Linked DNA regions of Anas platyrhynchos: region 2 is linked to region 1. The links are chromatin contacts, called in public Hi-C maps. All regions are on one chromosome and are shown on one strand. The core of a region is the stretch at or near the end of the contact, and the rest is flanking DNA. Distances in the headings are between cores, read along the strand shown.

Region 1 (4,728 bases), core at 908-3,407:
TTAAATTGAGGAGTCTGGCCACCTCGTATCTACGGTCCCTAGTGAGATACATATTGAACAGAAACTCCTTTTCCAGTTCCAGCGTCTGATGCTTGGTGTAAGGGCATCTCTTTTTCCTGGTGGACCTTGCGTGGAGCCAGTTTGCAGCGGGGTTATCTGCAAGGGAAACAGCGGGAGAAGTTCAGGCTTCTGGGGGGGGGGGGGGGGGCGAGAGGGGGCTGGCGAGAGAACAGCACGCAGGACCACCGAGGGGTGCCCTGACTTTTTTAGGGTCCCGCCTAGGTGTCCTGATTTGGGGGTTTACGACGTGGCCCTCGTTGCCCCAGACATGCGGGACGGTGGGGCACAATGGGCTCAAAGCAGAGAGAGGTCACACAGAACCACACGCAGCACAGCCCCGCCGCCCCCGCCTCCTCTCGCCCTTTTTTATTGTTAGGAGGATGCAATTTTAAAATCCTCTTTCGCCTCCTCTCCCTGCTAGCTCCCTCCCTCCTTCCTGTCCTCCCCACACACTCCCCCCCCCCCTCAAACGGCCAGCCCGGGGAGTGCCCAGCCAGAGCAGCGTGTCGTCGAAATTGTTTCTCTTTTTAATTTTCGACCTTCTCCCGTGTCATCACTGGCAAGATGCAAGGAGCTGGCGAGCCAGTCTGCGGCCGGCACAATTAAAGCCTGGGCTGCTTCAGAGCTTTATTTGCATAGCGTTGTTAGCAGTAGCAATTCCGAGGTGCCCTGCTACCGCTCCCGCAGCTCTGGGATCACCCGGCCCAGCATTTTCCACCGAGGAGACGGAGGGGGGGGGGAGGAAGGCACCGAGTCAACGGCGAGGTTTCTGCTGCCAGCCCCGCGATAATCCTTCCCCCCCCCGCCCCCCAGGTCACAAAAAGATCAGATTCACATCCAATGCTTCCCAGGCACCCTCTTCCCGTCCCTTGCTCACGCCCGTGAGCTCGGCGCAGCAGGAGGATGCGAGCCCGTCCCGCGGAGTTTGCTCGGGTGCTGGGCTGGGGATGAGGGGGGGCTTTATTTTTTTTTTTTCCCTTTTAAGTTGCAGGGTGGGGTTTTTGTTCCCCTTGCAGATTGGGAAGCTGGAGCCGTCCTGGATGCCAGCAGAGCCCACGAAAGGCAGCGCTGCCTTTCTCGGGTGGCTCCCAGCTGCAGCAGCCGGTGCTCGGCACGTCATTAGCCCCGGCACCTCGACACCTCCCCGCGGCCGGCGCGGCGCCCTGAATGAAGTCCATTGCCCTTCGCGGTGCCACTTACTTGGATCGATCTGGGGTTTCTCTCCGTTTGCCTCACTTTCTCCATTGCTTTCAGAGAATGCGCCTTCGTGGCTTTGCTTATCCCTATCAACTGGAGGAGAACCACAAGCATAATCAGACAGAGACAAAGTGTGAGTGTCAAACGTGGTACAGTCACCCCTTCTGGCCGCCAGCGGTTCAGGTTTAATGCCGTAATGCCTGCTGGTAGGTAACCCGGGGAAGGACAAGGAGCCCGGCACAGGCTCAAGCCACGAACGCATGTACCTGCCGTCGGGCGGTGCCACGGGCGCCTGGTGGTGCGCGTAGGGGTGGTAGACGGCGGGGACGCCGCTGGCGCCGCCGGGGTGCGCGGGGCTCCAGGGGGGGCCGAAGACGGGCGCCTTGGGCTGGAAGCTGCAGGGGGCCAGCTCGGGGTGCTCGCCCAGCGCCGCCGGCCTCGGAGGAGGAGGAGGAGGAGGAGGAGGCGGCGGCGGCCCCAGCGGCGGGGGGGCGTAGCGGGGCGCCGCCAGCTCGTCCCCCTCCGGCACCAGGAAGGAGTCCACGTAGTAGTTGCTGAGGGTCCCGGGGGCCGACATGGCGCGGCTCGGCGCGGCGGGGGCGCCGGACCCGCCGCAATTCGGGGCTGCGGGGCTTCCCCGCACCAACTCGGTGCCGGCGGAGAAGTAGAGTCAGTAATAAGTTGGGGGCAGCCCCGGCGCCCATTGGCTGCCCCGGTCACGTGGCGGGGGGGAGCAGAACAATAAAGTATAAATCAGTCCGCGGGCTATTAACGGGGCAGTGTTCTCCAGCCATCATTTTTATAGCGAGGCCATATGTTTTTATGCAAAGGGATACGCGAGTTATACGGCGGAGTTTGTTTTAATTGCGGCCAACTGAGATTAAAAGATCAGATTCCGCCTCACGGCCTCTCCCCCTTTTTCTTTCCCTCCTCCCTCCCCCCCCCCCTTTTATTTTATTTTTTTTTTTTCGTTTAAGCGGACTATTTTATATCACAATTAATCATCCCATCAGTGGGTCGTGTTCCCTGCGAAAAAAAAATAAAAATCACAAAACAAAACCCCTCCCGATCGGAGACCTTCACATAAAATTATACAATAATTGAAGCAATAAAAAAAAGGAAAATAGCAGTTGCGGTATACTGTATTTAAATATATATTTATTATATTTCATAAGGAGTTATTGTTTCGGGAGCCACGGGGTTGTTATTAAGTCAGTAACTATGAGCGCGCTCATTTGCATCGCTGTGTTTCACAGCAGTAAAAATTTACGAGTGCTCGGAAAGGTTAAATTATACCATTGTGTTTAGTTTGGGAGCTCACTGTAAATAATCCCGTTCCGTTCAGTCCCGGGCTAAGCAGAGAAAAGTCAAATTCAACGCATCCCCTTGCCGAGGCCGGAGGAGGACCGGGGCGGCCGGCTGTGGGCTCGCCCCCTCGCCGGGCTCACCGAGGGCAGCAGTGACCGAACCCACTCCTCATCCTCATCACCGAAGCCCCCTCCTCATCCTCAAGACCGAAACACCCTCCTCGTCCTCCCCGTCCTGCCCTTGGACCCCCTCGGGGAGAGGGGCCGCGGGGCTGGCCGGGCTTTCTCGCCACGATTAATCCTTCAATATGCAGCGAAGCAGCGGGGGGAAAGGGGAGAAAAAGCCCTGTCTTCCCCGCTGCCGAAAGGCACCCTGCTTGCCGGGGCGGCTATAAAAGGGGCGCTTGCATTCGCTCGCACCGCATTCTGCCGACCCCAAAATATTTATGTGCGAATATAGTTATTTATTTGCTGCAGGGCACACGCGAGCAGCACCAGCCCCTAGGCACCGGGCTGCGGTCCCCCCGCGGAAGGAGGGGAGGGCGAGCGGGGGGAAAGTAAAGCCGCGGCCAGATCCAAGTCCAGTGTTAGGAATTAAAGCAGGGGCTGAGCTGCTCGCAAACGTGCCCGCGGGTCCGGGCTTCTCTCCGGCGGCCACGCAGCCCGCTTCTCCCCGGGGCTGGCCAAGAAGCCTGCGAGATCCAGCTGGGGGGCACGAGAAAAATCTCCTCTCGATTTAGTCGAAATATATTTATTAGAGCCTCGCGAATCGCAGGGAAGGCTGAGGCAATAATTAAAATCACGTGTAAATATTGTGCGTGCAAAAGTGTGGTTCTAATTAGTTTTACATCGCTATGTGGGCTGCCTCTTCCCCTCTCCCTCTCCCTCTCTCCCCTCTCTCTTTCTCGCTTTTTCTTTTCATGTCTTCCCAACGGTTTAATCAGAAATCTTACGGAGATCCTATTTTAACAACGCCCTCTCTCCATTCAGGATTACAAAGGCCCATAATGAAACTATTATCCCATATTAGAGTTAGAAAATTACAGAACAGTTACAAGATCTCCGCAAACAGGGAGCCCGTTATTTTCTAACCATTTAAAAAATGCAAATAAAGATCGCCTCTGTTATTTTTTGTGGCCATTGTATAGACACGCCGTAATAGAAAAAAATAATTGTATTTCTTTCCTGGAAAGACGGAACTCGACGTCATTTGTATTTATTAGTACGGAGTCAGCTGTGGTGAAATGTGATTGTAGAACTTCCTTTTTCCATTCAGAAAAAAATAATCTTAGCTGCAGGAGTCCTGGATGTTTATATTCGAATTTGGGTTCTCAACTTGCAGCGGGTTTCATTTTTTTGGTTCCTCACCAAAACTAATAGCAAATGAATAACAATAACAATAACGTCTTAAAGAACGCGCCTGTATTTTTATTTCCCTGTAAAATTCTGAATTTGTTCACTGCCAGCAGCCAAGCGGCGGGAGAGGGAGTACAGAAAGCAAGAGTTAAAAGACGGCAAATAATTACAGACATTTTTCACGCGGTCATGTTGCAGATAATAACACTGGAGCATTCGCCTCCTTTTTCATTCTTTTAGACCCAGTTTTCCCCAAAGTACATTTTGCATACGAGCCACCACAGCTCGTGGGGGGTACCACGGGCTTCGTACCCTTTGCGTTGCGAATTATTTCGGCATTTTGGCCACTTTGCACGCTTGGGCGCAGCACACCCCAAGCAGCCCAGAAATCGCCCTTCCCATCAAATCGCAATACCAAATCGCACTTTCCAGGAACGAAGCCCTGCTGTACCTCTCGCGGCTGAACCCAAACGCTCCCTGAGCTCCATCCCGGCGTGATCAAACTAGTGGAGCTCCCACGCCGTTAGCAGTGAGCCCCAGCTCCGAGAGGAAGGAGGACCCCGGGATTTTTAGGCTGGGGGCATCGGTGCGCACAGCTCCAGCAGCAGCGCACCGCGGAGCCCCGGCGCAGGATTGCGCGGCCGTTTGCGATCTCCGCTGAACGGGAAGTTCAGGATCGCCTTTTCCTGCCGGTGCTACCAGCGCGCAGAGGTATTTTGGCACGGCGGGCAGAAAAAATGATTCAGAGTTTGGGGGAAGCGGTCCAAAAAATCAGAGTGATGCGATTCAAGTGGACAGAGGCGAACCT
Region 2 (4,881 bases), core at 893-3,392, 610 kb before region 1:
GGTAATCAGACTCGTGCGGCGAAGCGTGGTGTTTGTTTCTGCCTGTTACCACAGCAGATATCTCCCTCGGCTGCGGAGCCGTCGCTTCCCCCGATCCCTCCCCGACTCAAGGCCCCTTTCACATCGCAGCAAGCTATGCAGTCATTTCTTGAGGGAGTGAATTCCAGCGAGCTGCTCTCTAGGGAACCTGCCTTATTTAGAGAGAAACCACAAGCCAGGGAGATCTGGGAGGGGAGAGAGGGGAAAAAGAGATCAGGCTTGTTTAGAAGCAGCAGCTAAACAGCTGGGAGATCTTTCAGTTGGTTTATATTTCTAACTCTGTTTGGGTCTTGCTTTACAACCTCCAATGAAAACAAATCGGGATTGTTTCCTCCTTCTTGGAATGTCTGTTTAGGGTTTTAAAGGGGGGGAACTCCACATGGGTTCTCGGGAATCGTTGCTTTCCCAAAGCCCGCAGCCTCTTTATCCCCCGGCTAACCCCTCCGGCACACACTCACACACGCAGCCCCCCTCTCTTCCATCCAGGCACACGAAACAAATAAAGACGTGCATGAAATTCCTCTGTTGCTTGTTGCAAAAGTGGCGTTTCACCCTTCTCCGAGGAAGGAAAAAAAAATTTTCATGTGTGGGATCACTGTGGGATAAACTATCATTGATGGTTGCATAAATCGCATGGACTTTGACTTTTTTTTCCCGAGTCACAAAAACAGAATATCAAAAAAAAATAAAATAAATCATTTTTTTGCTACATGCAAAAGTCACGTTTATTCTTTCATGGGATTATTTCTGACTGCTGAGCGCTGAATTCAGGCCGTTTTCCATTTCCAGGAGCACAGACACGGTTGCAACCCAGCACAGTGGAGCCCCAAAACGCACACACGGACACTTCTTGCCATCCGTGCACTATTTACACACCAGGCTGGGGCGTAACTGCTGCTTAGGCTGCTTTGAAGTTGTTTCAATCGCAAACTACGTGCCCTGAAACTTTGGAAAATGAAAGCAGGGACTGCAGCTGTCCCAAAAAAGAACAGAAAAGCGTGCAGACCCCGTGAAAGAGAGAGAAGAAGAGGGGAAGGGCTCGGCGGAGGGGCGGCTGGATGCGCTCAGGGAATGGGGCTCCGGATGAGGAGGAGGAGGAGATAGGCAGCAGCTCAAGCGTGCCCATCGCTGGGGGATTTATTTTTTATTTGTAAAATTAAACACAAAATTACACGCTTAAGATGCATATACACGAGTGTGCATGGGTACACGTGTATAGGTGTGTTCTCCCTCACAGCACAGGCACCCGGGCTCAGGGAGCCTGCTCAGACCCCGGAGCGCTGCAAGAGCCCCAGACCCGAGCGGGCACCCCAAAAAAAGCCCCCTAAAGCCCCCTAAAGACACAGCCCCAAGGGCAGCGCCCCCCGGAGCTCTTCACCCTTTCGGGGAAGAACCACGGCGCCGTTCTCCTTCCCCCCGAACCCTTTAACAAAACGCCGCTTCCCCTGGCGGGGGCTGGCAGGGGTACCCCCCCGCTGCTCCGTTTTCCCGTTTATTTCCCCCAAAACGGCGCTGCCGGCGCCGGGCGACCCCAAGCGCTACCGCCGGCCCCGCTCCGCTGCAGCGCCCGGAATGGCCACGAGGTGGCGCTCGCCGCCGCCGCCGCTCCCCTCCGCGGCACCTCCCCCTTCATTTGCATACGCGCCGCGGATTGGCCGGCGCGCCTTCCGCGTCACTCCTGACGGTCAGAGGCTCGCCGGCCAATAGCTCACCGGGCGCCGCGCCATTGGCTGGCGCGGGGCTGTCAATCAGGGCTCATTTGCATACCGGGCGCGCCGCCCCGGGGCCGGCGTGGGAGCGGGGCCGGGCGCGTTCCCACGGTGCGGGGCCGCGCAGCGCGTGCCCGCAGCCGGGACAGCCCCGCGGTCACCCGCACCCGGGCCCCCCCCCGCCTGTGCGGGGCTCCCCGGCAGAGCCCGAGCGGCAGAGCCCGGGCGGGAGCAGTGCAGGCAGAGACCCGGCAGGGACGGGCTGCGGGGCCCGCCTGCAGCCGCTCCGTGCCGGGGGGGAGCCCCCCGGTCACCCTCCCGGGCCGGGGTGGGGGCAGCACCCGCAGCACGGGACCGCCGGGCCCGCGGCCGCCCCCTCGCTGCCGCCGCCGCGCCCGCGCCGGCACCGCCCGGCCCGTTACGTCACGGGCGGCGCGAACCAATCAGCGCGCGGGACGGGGGCAGTGCGCGGCAGTGATTTAGGAGTGGCCGGCACTGATTGACGGCGGGGCCCGGGCGGGGGGGGGGCGCTCCCGGGGCGTCCCAATGTCCCCCCCCCCTGCACCGCCCCGATGGGCAGCAGCAGCACCGGGAGGCGCCCGATGGGTGCTGCTTGGGCAGCTCCAGCCCCCCCGGAGGTGACTCCGGAGTAGCTGGCTTTGTCGGAGGGGTCGTGTTTAAAAACACCAAAAAAAATAAAAATTCAAACTCAAATAATTAAAAACAAAACAAAACACCACCAGATCCGTCTCAGCCTCCCGCCTGTCACCGCCGTTAATTTATTGCAGAAATCGGAACAGAAGCAGCCTGATGGCGTCACACGGGTGGGGTCGTTTCGTCACGGGGTGATTTGAGGAGGGGAACCCGGGGTGGGGGGGGGGGGGACCGGGACCGCGGCTCCCGCCGGGTGTTGGATTGCGGCGGCGGCGAGGCGATGCTTTGATTGCCCGAGAGGTGTCTGTTTTTCCTTTCTTTTGCAACTCGAGTAAACACGAGAGGGCGTTTCGAGCCTTTGATCCGCGCTCCGTACTGTAAGGAAAACAAGCCGTGAACTTCAAACGGGACGGAGGCATTCTGGGGTTAATTTCGCTTCCTAAATGGCTGGACGCGGCAATAAATCACGAGCTCCCTCCCCTCCAGGAAAGCGCTAATCAGAGGAAATATGTACCACAAGCGCCCTTCACCAGCGGCAGCCTCAGACACGGCGGAGGCTGTAATCTGACGGATCAAAATCCGTGCGCACGATATTAGAGATCCGCAGGTTTCATAAATCTTCGCAGGCGACGGCTCCGCGGGGCCGGGGAGCGGGAGGGGGCGGGGGGGGGGAGTGCCCGGCAGTAATGTGGGCACCGTGAAAATTCACTTCCTCGCCAGCGCCGCATTAAGTAAACCCAACACCGAAATGTTGTCTGGCAATCTGTCTTGAAAAGGTTACAGTGTGTTAAAGATTTGGAAAGCTCCATAAAGCAGTAAAGATTATGAAGTACAGCTTAAGGTTTATCAAATGACTTCCCGTGCCGGGCCAACCTTTAAACCGAAGGCAAAACCTGAAGCCTGTGATCTTTGCAGCCTTAGCCCATAAATGTGTTGGAGGAGGGATTCTGTTTTCTGCTGCTTTATGGTATCGCTTCTGCAACACGTAATTTAAACCTACTTTTCAGGAGCCGGTATCTGGTAGTAAAACTAATACCGGGCAATTAGACGGGGGGCCGTAAAACCGTCTAAGGTAGGCGCAGCTCGCAGGGACACCCACCCAAAAGCAGCAGCTGGGGAGCGGGGAAAACGTCCTGGCAAGGCTGGGGACAGCCCCGGAACCGGGGGTGCGGAGCCCTCCGGGAGCTGCACCGGGACGAGAGGGGCCCCCCCGGGCTCCCCCGGCACCGGGCTCCTCCCCGGGCCGCCCGCGTCCCCCCGCCCCGGCCCCGCAGCACCCGGCGATTTTTAGGGGGTTCTTTGATCTGGGCAAGTGTCAGAGTCCCGAAAGCCGGGGCTCAAATAACACGTCGTTACGGCAAACAAATTTCTGCAGGCAGCTTTATGGCTTTATTGTCTGTGGCACGGATAAACTCGGGGAATTAGCAGGTATGGGGGGGGGGGAGGACTGGGAGGGGGGTAGAGCAGAAAGCTCGCCTGAAATAAAGTACACATCTGTTTCCAAGAGAAAATAGGGTAAAAAACACCCACAGAGGCTGGCGTAGTCGCCAGTGGCTGTAAGGACAGGGAAAAGCACCGTAATGTCTGCTAGCTCTTAAGTGGCCCTGAAGTGGATATTTACATTCACAACAGTCGTTGGGTTTTTTTTTATCTTTTTTTAATTAGTAGTTTTATAATTATCCGCGTTACGCATATTTATTTAACATACAAATACAAAAAAAAATAGCCTGGTGTTTACACATAATCATATGTTCACAATTCCTTTTGCGCTCGCAAGCAGGCACCCTTAAAGAAAGCGCAGAGCATCATAAAACTTAAACGGGGGTGGATTTTTATGGGCTCGTGTATTAATAGTCGCCAATAAAATAAAGCTCACTGTGTATGTGTGTGGTTTGCGGGCATATGGCTACACTCACCGCCCAGTTCTCCGTTCGTTAGGTAACTGGTGTGCATGTACGCGTACCATTAACACGTAGCGATACATTTTTGGGTGTCTGTGTGTGTGTGCCTGTACATACCGAGTTTCCGACCTGAGGGAATAATAGATCATCTCTGATATTCCGACAAGCGGCTTTTTAATGTCCTAAATATTTTGGGAGCCAGCGACTACGCCACTGGAAATAATGGATTTTCTATGAGATATAAAAGAAAAATGTATCGACATTTTGCCTCCCCTTTGAAAACCCTTTAGAAGTCCGGAAAGGAAAATCCCGGAGATTTGCGAGGGCATTGAGTCGTTTCGCTCCCTATTTGCACACACACCCCTGTTCCCCTTTGTACGGGGCTCAAACCCCTGCAAGGGCGCGGGGGTGTTTAGTGGTGCGAGTTGGGGGCTTGGTTTCCCTTGGGGTTTACATGCGTGGGGACGGAATATATCGCGCAGACAAGTGTTTTACATGGGTGCCACACACCCTGCGTGTGCAGAGGTGCTGCTCGCAGCCTCGGCTCTGGGTCCCGGTCCCGGTGCCCCCTCCCCAGG

Evidence for each region. Hi-C and Micro-C count contacts between places; a contact is called where the count stands out from the background.
Region 2: a Hi-C map of subcutaneous adipose tissue shows a contact between it and region 1, with 5 times the contacts expected there. The contact joins the enhancer-like site here to the promoter of HOXA9 in region 1. A contact is called at or near these places in 4 of 8 Hi-C or Micro-C datasets (liver, skeletal muscle and subcutaneous adipose tissue).

What each region holds. Positions count from the first base shown.
Region 1 is chr2:124,457,881-124,462,608 of IASCAAS_PekinDuck_T2T, reverse strand. It overlaps HOXA9 (homeobox A9), which reads right to left and starts at 2,157. Exons shown (of 2, transcript XM_027450974.3): 1 at 1,261-2,157; 2 at 1-156. The coding sequence starts at 1,834.
Region 2 is chr2:125,063,557-125,068,437 of IASCAAS_PekinDuck_T2T, reverse strand. No RefSeq gene overlaps it. Among named protein-coding and RNA genes, the nearest start is that of CBX3, 120 kb to the right of the region's middle. Within about 2 kb of position 2,142, at least 8 of the 8 cell types and tissues checked have an H3K27ac peak or open chromatin away from gene starts, as enhancers often do. A contact at or near this core is called in subcutaneous adipose tissue, where this site is marked.